Linked DNA regions of Sus scrofa: regions 2 and 3 are each linked to region 1. The links are chromatin contacts, called in public HiChIP or PLAC-seq maps. All regions are on one chromosome and are shown on one strand. The core of a region is the stretch at or near the end of the contact, and the rest is flanking DNA. Distances in the headings are between cores, read along the strand shown. Region 1 has its middle 20 kb from the start of ST3GAL1. Region 2 overlaps NDRG1 (protein NDRG1). Region 3 holds the start of NDRG1 (protein NDRG1).

Region 1 (4,136 bases), core at 603-3,102:
ATTCCTTTCTGCTGAGCCACGGTGGGAACTCCCAGACTCTTACTCTTTTTCTGAGACTCATAGCTTTGTAACCTATGTGTTACAAAGCCTGATCTCTTGGAACCTTAGTTTCTTTTCTTTCTTCTTCTTTTTGCTTTTTAGGGCAGCACCCATGGCATAGGGAGGTTCCCAGGCTGGGGGTGAAATTGGAGCTGCAGCTGCTGGCCTACACCACAGCCATAGCAACTTGGGATCCAACCCTCTTCTATGACCTACACCACAGCTCATGGTGACGTCAGATCTTTAACCCCCTGAGCAAGGCCAGGAATCGAACCCACAACCTCAGGGATACTCGCTGGATTCGTTTCTACTGAGCCACAACTGGACCTCTGGAACCTTAGTTTCTCAATCTGTAAAGTGGGTATTAAATGACAGAGTAGCTATAAAGCCAAGAAGGCAGCATCCCAGCCTCTGAGTCCTTTCTGTGTGCCAGGCTTTCGTGATGCATTTTCTCACTTCGTTCTCACAAGAGGCCTAAGGGTGAGATGGCGTTGCCACCTTCGTGGAAGGTCTGGGGCTCAGAGACCTTGGTTACTTGCTGCAGCCACACACTCTGTAAGGGATCAGGAGGATTCAAGGTCAGACCTGGCTCTGTCAGGCTAGTGCTGCGGCCACCAGTAAGCCCTACCTCCCAGTGACTTACAACCGAATAACAAGGTTTGTTCCCTGCAGTGTCACAGTCTGAGGGGTTTGGCAATCTCTCCCTGTGGTGACTTGGGTCCCCTAGCTGTTTTCATCTTGTGCCAACTCCAACTTCAATCGGTGGCCTTCAAGGTCACGGGCAAAGGGAGGGGGGGTGATGACTCACTAATTCTTTTTTTTTGTCTTTTTAGGGCCGTACCCGTGCCAGATGGAGGTTCCCGGGCTAGGGGGAGAATCGGAGCTACAACTGCCGGCCTGCACCACAGCCACAGCAAAGCCAGATCTGAGCCGCGTCTGCGACCTACATCCCGATGGATCCTTATGCCACTGAGCAAGACCAGGCATTGAACCTGCATCCTCGGGTTCATTTCTGCTGAGACGGGAAGTCTGACTCACTCATTCTTAACTCTCTCTGCCTGGAGTTGACACCCATAGCTTCCGCTCAAGGTCCAGGGGCCAGAGCTACCCACGTGGTCCCAACAAGGGGCGGGAGGCTGGGAGATGTGGTGGAGCATCTGGGATTCAGAGGGGCAGTGTCTCCACCCACGTCTTTCCCTGACGTCACCCACATCAAGGAGCTGGCTGGTGAGAGGCCCCCTGGTCCTGCCCTGGTGAGACCCGAGTCTGCCTGGGCCAAGGGCTCCATGCTGTGGGCTCAGGGAATGGCAGACGGACCAGCCCAGACCCTAGGGAGGGACCCCAGCCTAGGCTCCATCAATGCCTCCTGCTATCCGAAGGGCTGCAGTGTGGACCAGGAGCTGGGTGTGTTCCTGTGCTTATTCCCTTCGCCGGGCTCCTTCTGTGCAGATCCTTCTTCCACTGCGGACTCCCCAGTGAAGGCAGGAGCAGCCCTGTGTCCGACGGGGGGATTCTTCTAGAAGCCCTGAAGGAAGGCCTTCAGGTTACACATTCCTCACAGCCAGAGCTCTGTGATGGAAGAGGAGGGAAGGTGGGGGTGGTGGGTCAGGACCAGAAACAATGAGAGAGAAAAGCTGGCTGTCAGGGTTTCATTTAAACTTAGGTTTTCTAAAGAAATCTGAGCCCATAGAATTGTTCCAGAAATAGAGCTGTGACTGCAGGCACGTCCTGGAAACCCGACTTCCTGTTGCACACACGTGGCTTCCCTTTACCAGCTGAGCTTTCCGAATAAAGACGGAAAATGCACGGGCCAGCCTCTCCAGGTCCCGGTTGCGAAAGAGTCAGGCTTCCCCGTCCGATGCACGTAGGCTCGGCGGAGGGTGGGAAGCTGGGAAAGAGCCCAGCTGATCAGGAGATGCCTCTGGGCAGATTCTTCCCAGGGCACCGGGTCCCTGGGAAACCAGGTCCCTGCCCAGGGGGCCAAGGTCCTGCCCCAGCCCTGCCCTTGCCCTCCAGCTCGGCCACCTCTCCTTGCTGGGCTGTGGCGATTGCCTCCCTTCCTGCTGTGGCACTAGCTGGCTGGATGGGGGCAGGACGAACCCTCTGGCCCTCAGGAGAGTCATCTGCTACCCTCTCCGCTTTGGCTGGAGGACACATCCCCCTTCCCTTCTGACACCCACCTTCTCCCCCCACCCTGGCCCGTCTTGCCAGGCTTCCAGAGCCTTCTGCCCTCAGAACATGCTTTTCCAAGGACCTGTGTCTTGGCCTTCCTGTCCGCCTGGTCCCCTGGGCAGCTCTCAGTCAGAGATGGGGGAGGGGGGTCCTCTTATTCTCAGGCAGTGCCCAGGACAGGGCCTGGCAGCTGGCAAGTGCTCAGTCAGTGCTGGCTGAATGGACAAAGCATCACCTTAAAGATGCTTTGACGGGGGAGGTCCCGTCATGGTGCAGTGGAAACAAATCCAACGAGGAAACGTGAGGTTGCGGGTTCCATCCCTGGCCTCGCTCCATGGGTTAAGAATCCGGTGTTGCTGTGAGCTGTGGTGTAGGTTGCACATGCGGCTCGGATCTGGCGTTGCTGCAGCTGTGGTGTAGGCCGGCAGCTGTGGCTCCGATTGGACCCCTAGCCTGGGAACCTCCATGTGCGGCGGATGCGGCCTTAAAAAGAAAAAATAAAAATAAAAAGGTGCTGGCTGGATAAATAGTCAGGTAAATGCGAGAGATGCAGCAGAAGATGAAGGCTGAGGGGGGCGTAGTGGGAAGGTGAGAGAGTTGCCCCCCACCCCGTGGCATCATTCCCAACCCGCTGGAAAGCCATAGCACCAACCTGTCCCTCCTCTGACCCCAATTCTCTAGGCTACGAATTTGAGTGGCCAGGTCAATTTGAAGTGCCTCCTGCTGATGGAGCAACCCTCTCCCGATCTGACCCTCTGTGAGCCTCAGAGCCTGGGGTCTTGGTTGGCATGGAGGGGACCTTCCCAAGGCCGAAGACTCAGGTCAGCAGTTTTGAACTGAGACATCCCCTGGAAGGACACACCTGGGGTTGGGGGGGAGTGGACCCCACAGGGGGTACTTTGTGCTGGGAGTCAGGGGTCCCCAGGAACACCAGGCCGAATTCCAAATTCCGACCTTTCCCTGGCACGTTCGCATCCACGACCATGTTTGCTGCTTGCAGAGCTGCGTAGAGCGGGAGGCAGAGGCCCCCAGCTCTGGATTCAGGGAGGTGTGGTGACTTAGCCACGGCCCCACAACACAGAGCAGGGCTGGCCTTCATTAGGCTTTGAAGGTCCCTGTGCAGATGCAACACTGGCCCGAGAAGGCGCTCGGTAGGTCCGGATGCCCAGGACCTTGCGTGGGAAGTATGTGTCATGCCAGCCTCAGGTCAGGAACTCGCCCAAAGCCAGAGCTCATAGGATTTGAACCGGCCATTTGACGCCATAGTTCAGGCCCTTACCTATCACACAGGGCTGTATTCTGCCACGTGGGGCGGCCAGACTGCAAGCTTTGGGTGTCAGAAGAACTCATAAATAGAAGGCCTTTAGGAAGAGCCAGAATGAGAAGGCACAGGAGTTTCTATTGTGACACAGCAGAAACGAATCCAACTAGCTTCCATGAAGCTGTGGGTTCGATCCCTGGTCTCGCTCAGTGGGTTAAGGATCTGATGTGGCTGTGGCTGGGGTGTGGGCTGGCAGCTGCAGCTCTGATTTGGCCTCTAGCCTGAGAACTTCCATATGCCGTGGGTGAGGCCCCAAAAAGCAAAAAAAAAAAAAAAAAAAAAAGAGAGAGAGAGAGAGAAGGCATTTCAGAACAGTGGTAGATGAAGCCTATGGACACAAAACAAGATGGTGCCCCTTCCAGACCCAATGCTCTGTGATGAACTGTGGTTGCCGTGGTTCTCTGACTCCCACCCTTCCCTGACCCTGTCCACAGGATGAAGTGCCTCCTGCTGATGGAGCAAAGACCTGACCCGGCCACATCCCTTATGTAGGCTTGGGCAAATTTCTTAATTTTGCCAAGCCTCAATGTCCTCAGCCGTAAAATGTGAAAAATGACCATGTCTCCCTTGCAGTTTGGCTAAAGATGGGAGGGCACAGTGCCTA
Region 2 (4,136 bases), core at 488-2,987, 120 kb after region 1:
TCTGCGGGCTTCCTGGAGGAGACGGGACCAGATACAGGCCAGGGGCAGGCTGACATGCTCACCTGGACCTCCACCTGCACAGCACCTGGGCACCCCAGCTTCCAGACCATTCTGAGCCCTGAGTCTTCATTATCATTCCACCTCCTTCCCCCCCGGAAGAGCTCCCTCGTCCTCCTGAATCTCATATTTCAGGGACTGGTCCATCCTCCATCAGAGCCTGGGATCTTGGCCTTGGCCTTGGAAGGAAGAGGGAGAGGGAGAGGGGTCGGAAACATTGGCTGCTGTGAGATCACAGAGGCCAGTGTGTGAACAGCACATGCAAGGCGTGTGGGTCTCGGGGTGCTTGTGCCTCGTCCGGGCTGCACCCTGACCTTGAGCTCCGCGGGGCCCCTGGGGCTTGTCCAAGGTATTGGTGTCTGTCTGGCCATTGGTTCCCTGAGGCCAGCACATCCCACTGTGTCACATCACCTTGTTCAGAACTTGCTTATGACACCACCATAGTGTACCGGGCCCCAGTCACCCAGACAGGCATGTGGCACCTGTCCTCTGTAGGGGACATCCTGCTTCACCCCAGCAGCACTGGGATCGCTGTCCCCATTCTAAAGCTGGGGAAACCACAGGTTCATTGTGGCTGGCGCTTTATCGCACAGGTAGCAGGGTGCCCTGTGCAGTTTGACCTTGACCTGCGTGTATGGCTTCTCAGCGGTGTCTGTGTCAGGGCCAAGAGCAGGAGGCCTGTGCCAGGGTTAGCAGTCACCATGGGCCTTTTCCTTAAGAGGGGCACTGTGGTCTGGCAGGGACTGCCCTTCTAGCCCATGCCCTCGTGACTCCCTCGCCATCAGTCTGGGGCAGGCAAACCAGGACGGTGGGGGCTGGGACAGGTCATCCCGCCCACCCCGGGCTGGGGGTTGCGATTGAGAACAGCTGTGTGTAGAGACACCCTCTCACCCCTGGGAGCAGCTCTGACGCCTCAGCCTGGGTGTGTAACATCACGGCCATCCCAGCCTCTCCGTGCGCCGGCAGCGATGAACTCATGCCAGGGCTGGCATCTCCCCATTTTATGGATGACAAAACTGAGTCACTCAGGCCGTGAGACCCGCCATGGTGAGGCTACAGCTGAGATCAGGCCAACTTGAACAAATGCATCTTCCCCGCCTCCACCCTTTTTGAGTCAGGCCAGCCAGGTTTCATTCTAGCTCTTTCAAAGTGTGTGCCCTTGAACCAGCTACTCAGGACTTCTGCGCCTCCTTTACCCTCCGCCGGTAAAATTAACACAGCGATAAGAACTGATGCTTTTGGGTACCTGCCACGTGCCAGGAACTGTTCTAAGCATGCTGCCTTTAATTTATGTAATTAAATCACTCATTTACTCTTCACCAGAGCCCTGGGTGGTGATGGGGGGGTGGGTATCACCTTGTACAGAGGAGCGGTGCCTCCAGGTCACACACCAGGGAGGTCCCCAGCTCCTGCCGCCTCCCCTGGTGATAACTCAGCCTCCAGCGCTGTTCACAGCGCTGCTTATTACTCAGAAAGCAGAGGCTGCGTGGCGAGAATCCGGATTACAGGCCTGCAGGGATGGGTCAAGGTGACCCTTAGATTCTGGGGTATGGGGGCCTCTGAGCCACCCACAGCCCCCCGCACACGTCCCTGGTTGTAGGAGGAAGGACGCCCATACCTCCAGACACACTTGTCCTCTGGGGTTCCCGCAGGTGGGAGTGTCAGCCTGTGGTCATGGCTGAGTCTGCAGCCTCGTGGGAGGAGCCCAGAGTGATGACATCTGATCCCCTGCTCTGTTTCCCACCCTCAGGAGGACAGAGAGAGCTGGTCACAGGGCCATGGAGCTGTAAAGATGCAGCAGCTGTGGCAGCCGTGGCCCTAGCTATTGCACGGGCTCTGTGGGCTGTGCCCCTCTGCATGGCAGCCCTGGGGGCCGACCGGTCAGTCCGGATAGACTGGGTGGGCCTGGGGCGGGAGCACCAACCTACTTTCTCTGTCACTGAAATGTCAGCTCTGTGTCCCCACGCCTCCCCACCGCCTCCCCGGAAGCAGCCGTCAGCGCTGTGGTTTTGTCTTCCTGTGACAGCCCTGTGATATCTGAACTCCCCCGGGGTCAAGGCCACAGAGGCACCCAGACTTGGCCTTGGAGAGGTGGGTTTGCCCTTTCTTGACTCTTTGACCCAGAGCAAGCTGCTTCACCTCCTTTTAGCCTCAGTTTGCTCATCTATGAAATGGGGACAGGCACTCCAGCCTCATTTGAGCAGCAGGGCAGAGAGAATAGCGATGGGGACCATGATGGGATGTGTCCCAATCAGTGTTGGCTCACTCTGTCTGTGCACTCTATTGTGAATCTTTTCCATTTTTTTTTTTTTGTCTTTTTTATAGCCGCACCCACAGCATATGGAGGTTCCCAGGCTAGGGGTCAAATTGGAGCTGTAGCCACTGGCCTACGCCCCAGCCACAGCAACACCAGATCCGAGCCGTGTCTGTAACCTACACCACAGCTCACAGCAACGCCGGATCCTTAACCCACTGAGCAAGGCCAGGGATCGAACCTGTGTCCTCATGGATGCCAGTCAGATTTGTTTCCTCAGCTGCAACCTGCACCACAGCTCAGCTGAGCCACGATGGGAACTCCATCCAATTTTTTGGGGGGAGGGTGAAATACGTGTAACATAAAATGTACCATCCTCGCCTTCTCCAGGGTGTGAACTTCAGTGGCAGCAAATATTCATCATGTTGTGCAGCCGTCACCACTGTCCATCTCCATGTTGCGAAACCGAAACTCTGCCCTCATGGATACGAGTCGGGTGTGTGACCGTGGAGCCACCACGGGAACTTCCTGTCCTTCCTTTTTAAGGCTGAATAATATTCTGCTATGTTTAGATCAGACTTGGCTTATCCGTTCAGCCATCAGCGGGTACTCGGGTTGCTTCGACCCCTTGGCTGTGCTGACCCTCTGATCACAACTCTGCTTTCAGCCCTTTTGGGTACCTACCCAGAGGTGGCATTGTTGGGTCGTACGATTAGTGTAGATGTCGAAATTTGGGGTCATAGGAGAAACTTAGAAAGCGGAGTGTGTCTGCTCTCTGTGAAGATAATGCCTCACTAGTGCGTCATTCTCGATGGTTTGCAAAGCACGGTCGTGGGTGCCTGTCCCGGGGCACAGGTAGCAGGTAGAGCTGGTGTCAGGATTTGAGAACTGACCTGCCTCAGTGGCAGCCAGCTCGCGTCTGTTCACTTAGTTGGTCTCCATGGCTCACAGAATCGAAGCCCCATCTGGGCAGTTCTCTGGGAGTTGGGTTTTAGGGGGTCTAAGGTGCCTCTCTGTGTTCCCAAAACCAGCCAGTGTTATTTCTTGGGAAGTGTTTGCTTCAGCATTTTGACTAACGCAGGCAGATGCTTTTTCTTTCCCAAAGTGGTCAAGAATTTTTTTCTTTTTCTTTTCTTTTCTTTCTTTTGGCAGGAATCAAACTACACAGCCCCAGGTCCTCAGTGAGAAGCTGCTGGTGCAGGCTGCTCCAGAGCTGCTGTCTTAGGAGACAGCGCAGCTGCCAGAGCAGGTGGCATCTTGGCCTTTTCTCTCCCTGGCTGACATCACTTTAGGCTGGCAGTTCGTTTGGGCCTGGCTGATGTTTTAGGGCAGATGGATGGGTGCACGGCTGGGCATGGAAGGTTCCGCCAGCAGCTCTCGAGACCCTGCTTTGTCCCCCAGGCACCTCCCTCGGAAAGGTTCTGGAGCCCTCAGTGTGGAGCTGGGTGGGCTGCTGGCCTGAGGTGCTGGGGCTGCAGGAAGGAAGTGGTTTCATCTGGCTCTGCAGAGAAGGTTCTGGCATCAGACTAGGCAGTTGTGTTTGCAAATTTGATGAGTGGGGAAAATGGGAGTATTTTGGGTTCTGGTTTATTTTCTTTGGCTAGAATTCTAGAATCCAAGAATATCCAGGCTGGCAGATGCTTTGTGATCCAGCCCTACCACTTCTGCTCCAGGTGGGGAGGCTTTGTTGAAGGCCACTGAGGGGAAGGATGGAGTGGGGAGGGAGGGAATGGCTATTTGTGTGCCCACCCATTGTCACAGGGCCTCCTTGCCAAGGTGGGAAGTGATAATCTCCTTTGCAGATGGGAGACCAGTTTGGAGAGGT
Region 3 (4,136 bases), core at 867-3,366, 98 kb after region 1:
AGCTTCTGCTGCCTCAGCGGGCCTGGGCTGGGTCGCTCCCAGTTCCCTGGGGCCAGTCCATAGGATAAGCCTCTTCTACTGGTGTGTATGTCCAGGGTTGCCCCAAAGTCAGTCTTTTCTATAGCAAAATGCAAGAAAACAGCTTCGTCCGGTACTCACTGCATTGCAGAAACAACAGTGCATTGCAACATCAGAGGAAAAAGGATGAGAGGGAGTGTGGGGTGCAAAGGACACCTCGCTGAGAGCTCTTCCAAGCAGATGGATTTGGATTCTGCAAGGATCTCGTCTCATCCTGGTTTTAGAACTTTAGAACGCCACCCTTGGAAAACATCCCCCCCGCCCCAGTTCCAGGGTTCCTTAGCCCAAGCCCAGCCTCCTTCTGGGCAAGTCTAGCTGCAGGTCTCGGCTGTTCTGTGTGCTCTGCCCCCAAGTCTTCCTTGAAGAGGAGGAAGTGGCTTCCCCTGGCAAACTGGCCTTCTCCAGCCCGCACACGAAGGCTCCCATTTGTTACTGACGCCTACTCCTCTTTAGAATTCGATCCTCTATATTTCGGCCAGGTAATATACACCACAGGGGAGCAACGCATGTTTGTTGAAAGCCAAAATGGGGGAAGTAAGGGAATAAGAATGTATGTGTGTCAGGTAAAAGAAAGCGGTCCTACAGATGGCTAGATCTGGCAGGTCTTCAGAAGACAGGGGGGCTCTGGAGGGTGCCACGTCCCCAGTGTCTAGAACAGAGACTGGACATAGCAGGTGCTCAATCCAGTTACCCAGTGAATGAACTCAGCTTAAGCTTCTTATGTGGATGGGGAAACTGAGACTTGGGGGTCCTATGGTATGACTCTGAGGGAAAAGACGTTGCCTCTTCAGTCTTTTTTCCAGCAGCTGAGCACAGGACCTGGCTCGCATCAGTGGCTCTGTCCCAATGACAGAACAGGTAAATCTCAGAGCCTAGGGAAGCAAATGGCAAACACAGAGGAAAACCACCTGGACCCCTGCACTGAGCAAAGCAAGGGCTGGTGCTGGGAAGAGGTTAGCATCAGCAAGCAGAGGGATGGTGGGGGCAGGGCGCAGGTGCCTGCAAACACAAGTCTGGGCAAGGGGCCTTTCTTTACCCATAAAATGATGTTTTCCTAATGCGGTGATTCTCGCTCCGGCTGCACACTTGAACCATTCGGGAACCCTTAACATACCTCGATGCCTGGTCTGCAATCCCTGAGATTCTGATCAAACTGTACTGGGGTGGAGCCCTGGCACGTACCTTCCGGGAAAAAAAAAAAAAAAGTTCCGCGGTGGATTCAGATATGCAGAGCGAGTTGAGAACACACAGGCAAAACCAGACAGCAGACAAGGCAAGTAAGCGAGGAAAGGTGCTCAGTACAAGGTCTGGGAATCAGGCGAGGGGAGAGTGAGAAACATCTCTTTCAGCCAGGGTCCTGGGGGCTGGACCCCGCGCATAGGCTATGAACTGAGCGGTGGGTGGGAAGGGGAGTGGGGTGACCAGGCGTTAGGGTGAGCTGAGCAAGACGGTCGTGGTTAAAAGGGAGCGAGGATTTCAGCGGTGAGCTGATGCAACAAGGAAGGGGCCTGAGGTGAGAAGGAGGCCGCCCTGGGAAGGCAGCTAAATGGGTCTCTGAGCTAAGACACGGAGGAAGTGGGGGAGTCTCCGCTAAGGGATGTCGGGGCATGGCCCGATGGGACTCGGAAGAAGACGCTCTGAGATGGAGATGGGGCCACTCGGTCACACAGAGACACACGGAAGTCCACATGCACACGCAGGGGCGCGCACAGGAACACGCACCCGCGCACAAAAGCATCCCCGGTGCACACACGCCCACTGCACACACCGAGGCCCCGGCTTTCCGGGCGAAGGAGGGGACCGCAAAGAGGAACGGCAGCCGGGACTGGGAGGCCCCTCCCCGCCGCACCCCTACTCCGGCTTGCGCAACAGGCGGCGGCTCCAACCGGCGCCCGCCGCGCGCAGCCCCAGCACAGCCCGGCGCGCCGTGGGGAGCGGGAGGAGCGCCTGGGAGGAGGGAGCGGGCGAGGGGTGTGTCCCCGCTGCGCGCTGGGCCCCGGGCGGGAGGGGGCGGGGCGAGGCGCCGGGGGGCGGGGCCGCGGCGCGTATAAAATCGTCCTCCTCCGGGGCATAAACAAACCTCGTCTGGCTCCTCACTCCAGCTCAGCGGCGGCACACGCCCCTGATCGCCACTCGCCTCGCTGCTTCTGGGCGCCGCGCCGCCAGCCTAGCTCCGGCTCCTTTTGCTTCTCTCCCTCCACCCTAGGTAAGCCCGACGCGCTCTTCCCGTCGAGCGGGAAGGGATTGGTCTCCCGCGAGGGCTGCTGCAGCTCCTGGATCGCTCTTTGTGGCCCCCTGGAGCTGCAAGTCCTTGGCCTCCCCGTGGCGCGAGAGCGAACGCGAGGAGGGGCTTTGGGGCCTGGGCACTGCTGGAATGGGGGATTTCGGTTTGACAAGTGGAGGAAAAAAAGGTCGCTGTTCACCTTTTTCCCTAGCTGAGGAAGTGGGATCCTGAGGGTCGGGGTGGGGGGCAGAGAGGTGCGCGGGAAAGGTGCTTCCCAAGGCCTCTCAGATCACAGCTGGCGCCGCGGGCCTTGGGGCGAGCTGGACATGGGAGCAGAAGGGACCAGGAGAGAGAGAGAGAGAGAGAGAGAGAGAGAGAGAGAGAGAGAGAGAGTGAGTGTGTGTGTGTGTGTGTGTGTGTGTGTGTGTGTGTGTGTGTGTGTAGGTGGGGTGGGGTGTGTCCCTGGAGTGAGCTGTCTGAGGAAGGAGGGATTGGGCGCGCGGGTGTAGAAGGGAACTGGGTAGGGGTGATCAGCGCTGGGGATGAGGCTGGAGAAGGGGCCGTGGGTGTGTATGGTTCCCAAAAGGTGCCCAGAACCAGTGTGCGTCCGAGGGGCTGGGCCCGATTCAGCCTGGAAGCCCGGGTGGGGCGCGCGCTCGCTTGTGTGTGTATATGTGTGTGTTGGGGGAGGGTCCGCGGTGTGTCACGGAGCGTGCGACACGAGCGGGAGCGAGTGCGGCTGGGCAGGGCGCGCCCTCCGAGGTGGCCCAGGGTGGGCGCTGTGGCGGCGCCAACGAGGTGGCCTGGGCCAGAGGGGTCGTGTGGGCATCTGGCGGCCCTGCGCTGGCTGGGACTTGGAGTGGCGTCATTTTTGCCTCCGCCCACCCTCCCTCTTGGTCCTTCTCGCCGCTGCCTCCCGGGCCCGCCTCTCCTGCCCTCCCGGGTGGAGAACAGCTGGAAGCTGCTTGGCGGATCCTGGGAGATCCGCCGCCGCGGTCTCTGATTCAGCCTTGGGCAGGGCGTGTGCAACGTGGTGGGCTCCTGGGGAAACGGCGCTGTCACCACCGCTTGGGTCAAATTAGTGGCTGAAGCTGGGATTTAGTGGATCTTTTCCTTACTGCCCACCCCTCCCCCACTCGCCCGTCTGTCGCCTCTGCTGTCAGACAACCCCGTGGGTCTGGGGCAGCATGGGTCTGTGGCTTGGAAGAGGGAGGTGCCTGGCAGCTGGTGGGGGAGGGCCCGGTTATCTTGTGCTGAGGCCATCTCTTCTTTGCAGATATCCTGGGCATTTCAGTTTGTTTGGTTCCTTTGAGTTACTGGGAAAGATTAAAGATTCAAAGTGAGTTCAGCCAGTGGCCACACAGGACGTCTCCTCATAATGTCTATATCACCCATACTTAACCTTCTCCCAATGAACAAAATCTCTAAACACGACTGCTCTTGCTATGAAAAATGCAGTTCCAAGGCCAACCGTCCAGCCTCCTCCCGTATGTATGGAAAGTCTGGAGTCTTTATTGAGTTTCACAAACATGAGTTGAATTAAGCAAGGTGCAGAGTGCAAAGGGCCAGCACTGCCTTCAGAGGGACCACCAACCAGGGGAGACATGAAGGTGAGGTTGCAGATTCCGGCCCTTGGTGGCAGCAGCAGTCAGTGCCTCGCCCTGGGGTGGCGCAGGGTGGGGGTCAGGGGAGTAGGGGAGGGAGAGGTGATCAGGAAGTGACGGGAAACCTGCAAAGGGAAATAAGGAGGGAAAGCTGCCATGTCCCCAAACCAGCGACTTCTTAGCTTTGTGGGACCTTGTCTCCCACTAGAGAGTGAGAAGGTAGGTGCTGT

What was found. HiChIP or PLAC-seq counts read pairs in DNA pulled down with a chosen protein or histone mark.
Region 2: an H3K27ac HiChIP or PLAC-seq map of alveolar macrophages shows a contact between it and region 1. The contact joins two enhancer-like sites. A contact is called at or near these places in 12 of 47 Hi-C or Micro-C datasets (alveolar macrophages, brain, embryonic fibroblasts and 7 more) and 2 of 2 datasets of contacts at active chromatin or transcription factors (alveolar macrophages and skeletal muscle).
Region 3: an H3K27ac HiChIP or PLAC-seq map of alveolar macrophages shows a contact between it and region 1. The contact joins the promoter of NDRG1 here to the enhancer-like site in region 1. A contact is called at or near these places in 2 of 5 promoter capture datasets (fetal skeletal muscle and liver), 10 of 47 Hi-C or Micro-C datasets (brain, embryonic fibroblasts, fibroblasts and 7 more) and 2 of 2 datasets of contacts at active chromatin or transcription factors (alveolar macrophages and skeletal muscle).

The regions. Positions count from the first base shown.
Region 1 is chr4:7,914,524-7,918,659 of Sscrofa11.1, forward strand. No RefSeq gene overlaps it. Among named protein-coding and RNA genes, the nearest start is that of ST3GAL1, 20 kb to the left of the region's middle. Within about 2 kb of position 1,853, at least 27 of the 83 cell types and tissues checked have an H3K27ac peak or open chromatin away from gene starts, as enhancers often do. A contact at or near this core is called in alveolar macrophages, mesenteric adipose tissue, omental adipose tissue and 2 more, where this site is marked.
Region 2 is chr4:8,031,839-8,035,974 of Sscrofa11.1, forward strand. The region is part of intron 3 of NDRG1 (protein NDRG1); the gene reads left to right. Among named protein-coding and RNA genes, the nearest start is that of NDRG1, 19 kb to the left of the region's middle. Within about 2 kb of position 1,738, at least 19 of the 83 cell types and tissues checked have an H3K27ac peak or open chromatin away from gene starts, as enhancers often do. A contact at or near this core is called in alveolar macrophages and retroperitoneal adipose tissue, where this site is marked.
Region 3 is chr4:8,012,329-8,016,464 of Sscrofa11.1, forward strand. It overlaps NDRG1 (protein NDRG1), which reads left to right and starts at 2,117. Exons shown (of 16, transcript XM_021088875.1): 1 at 2,117-2,284.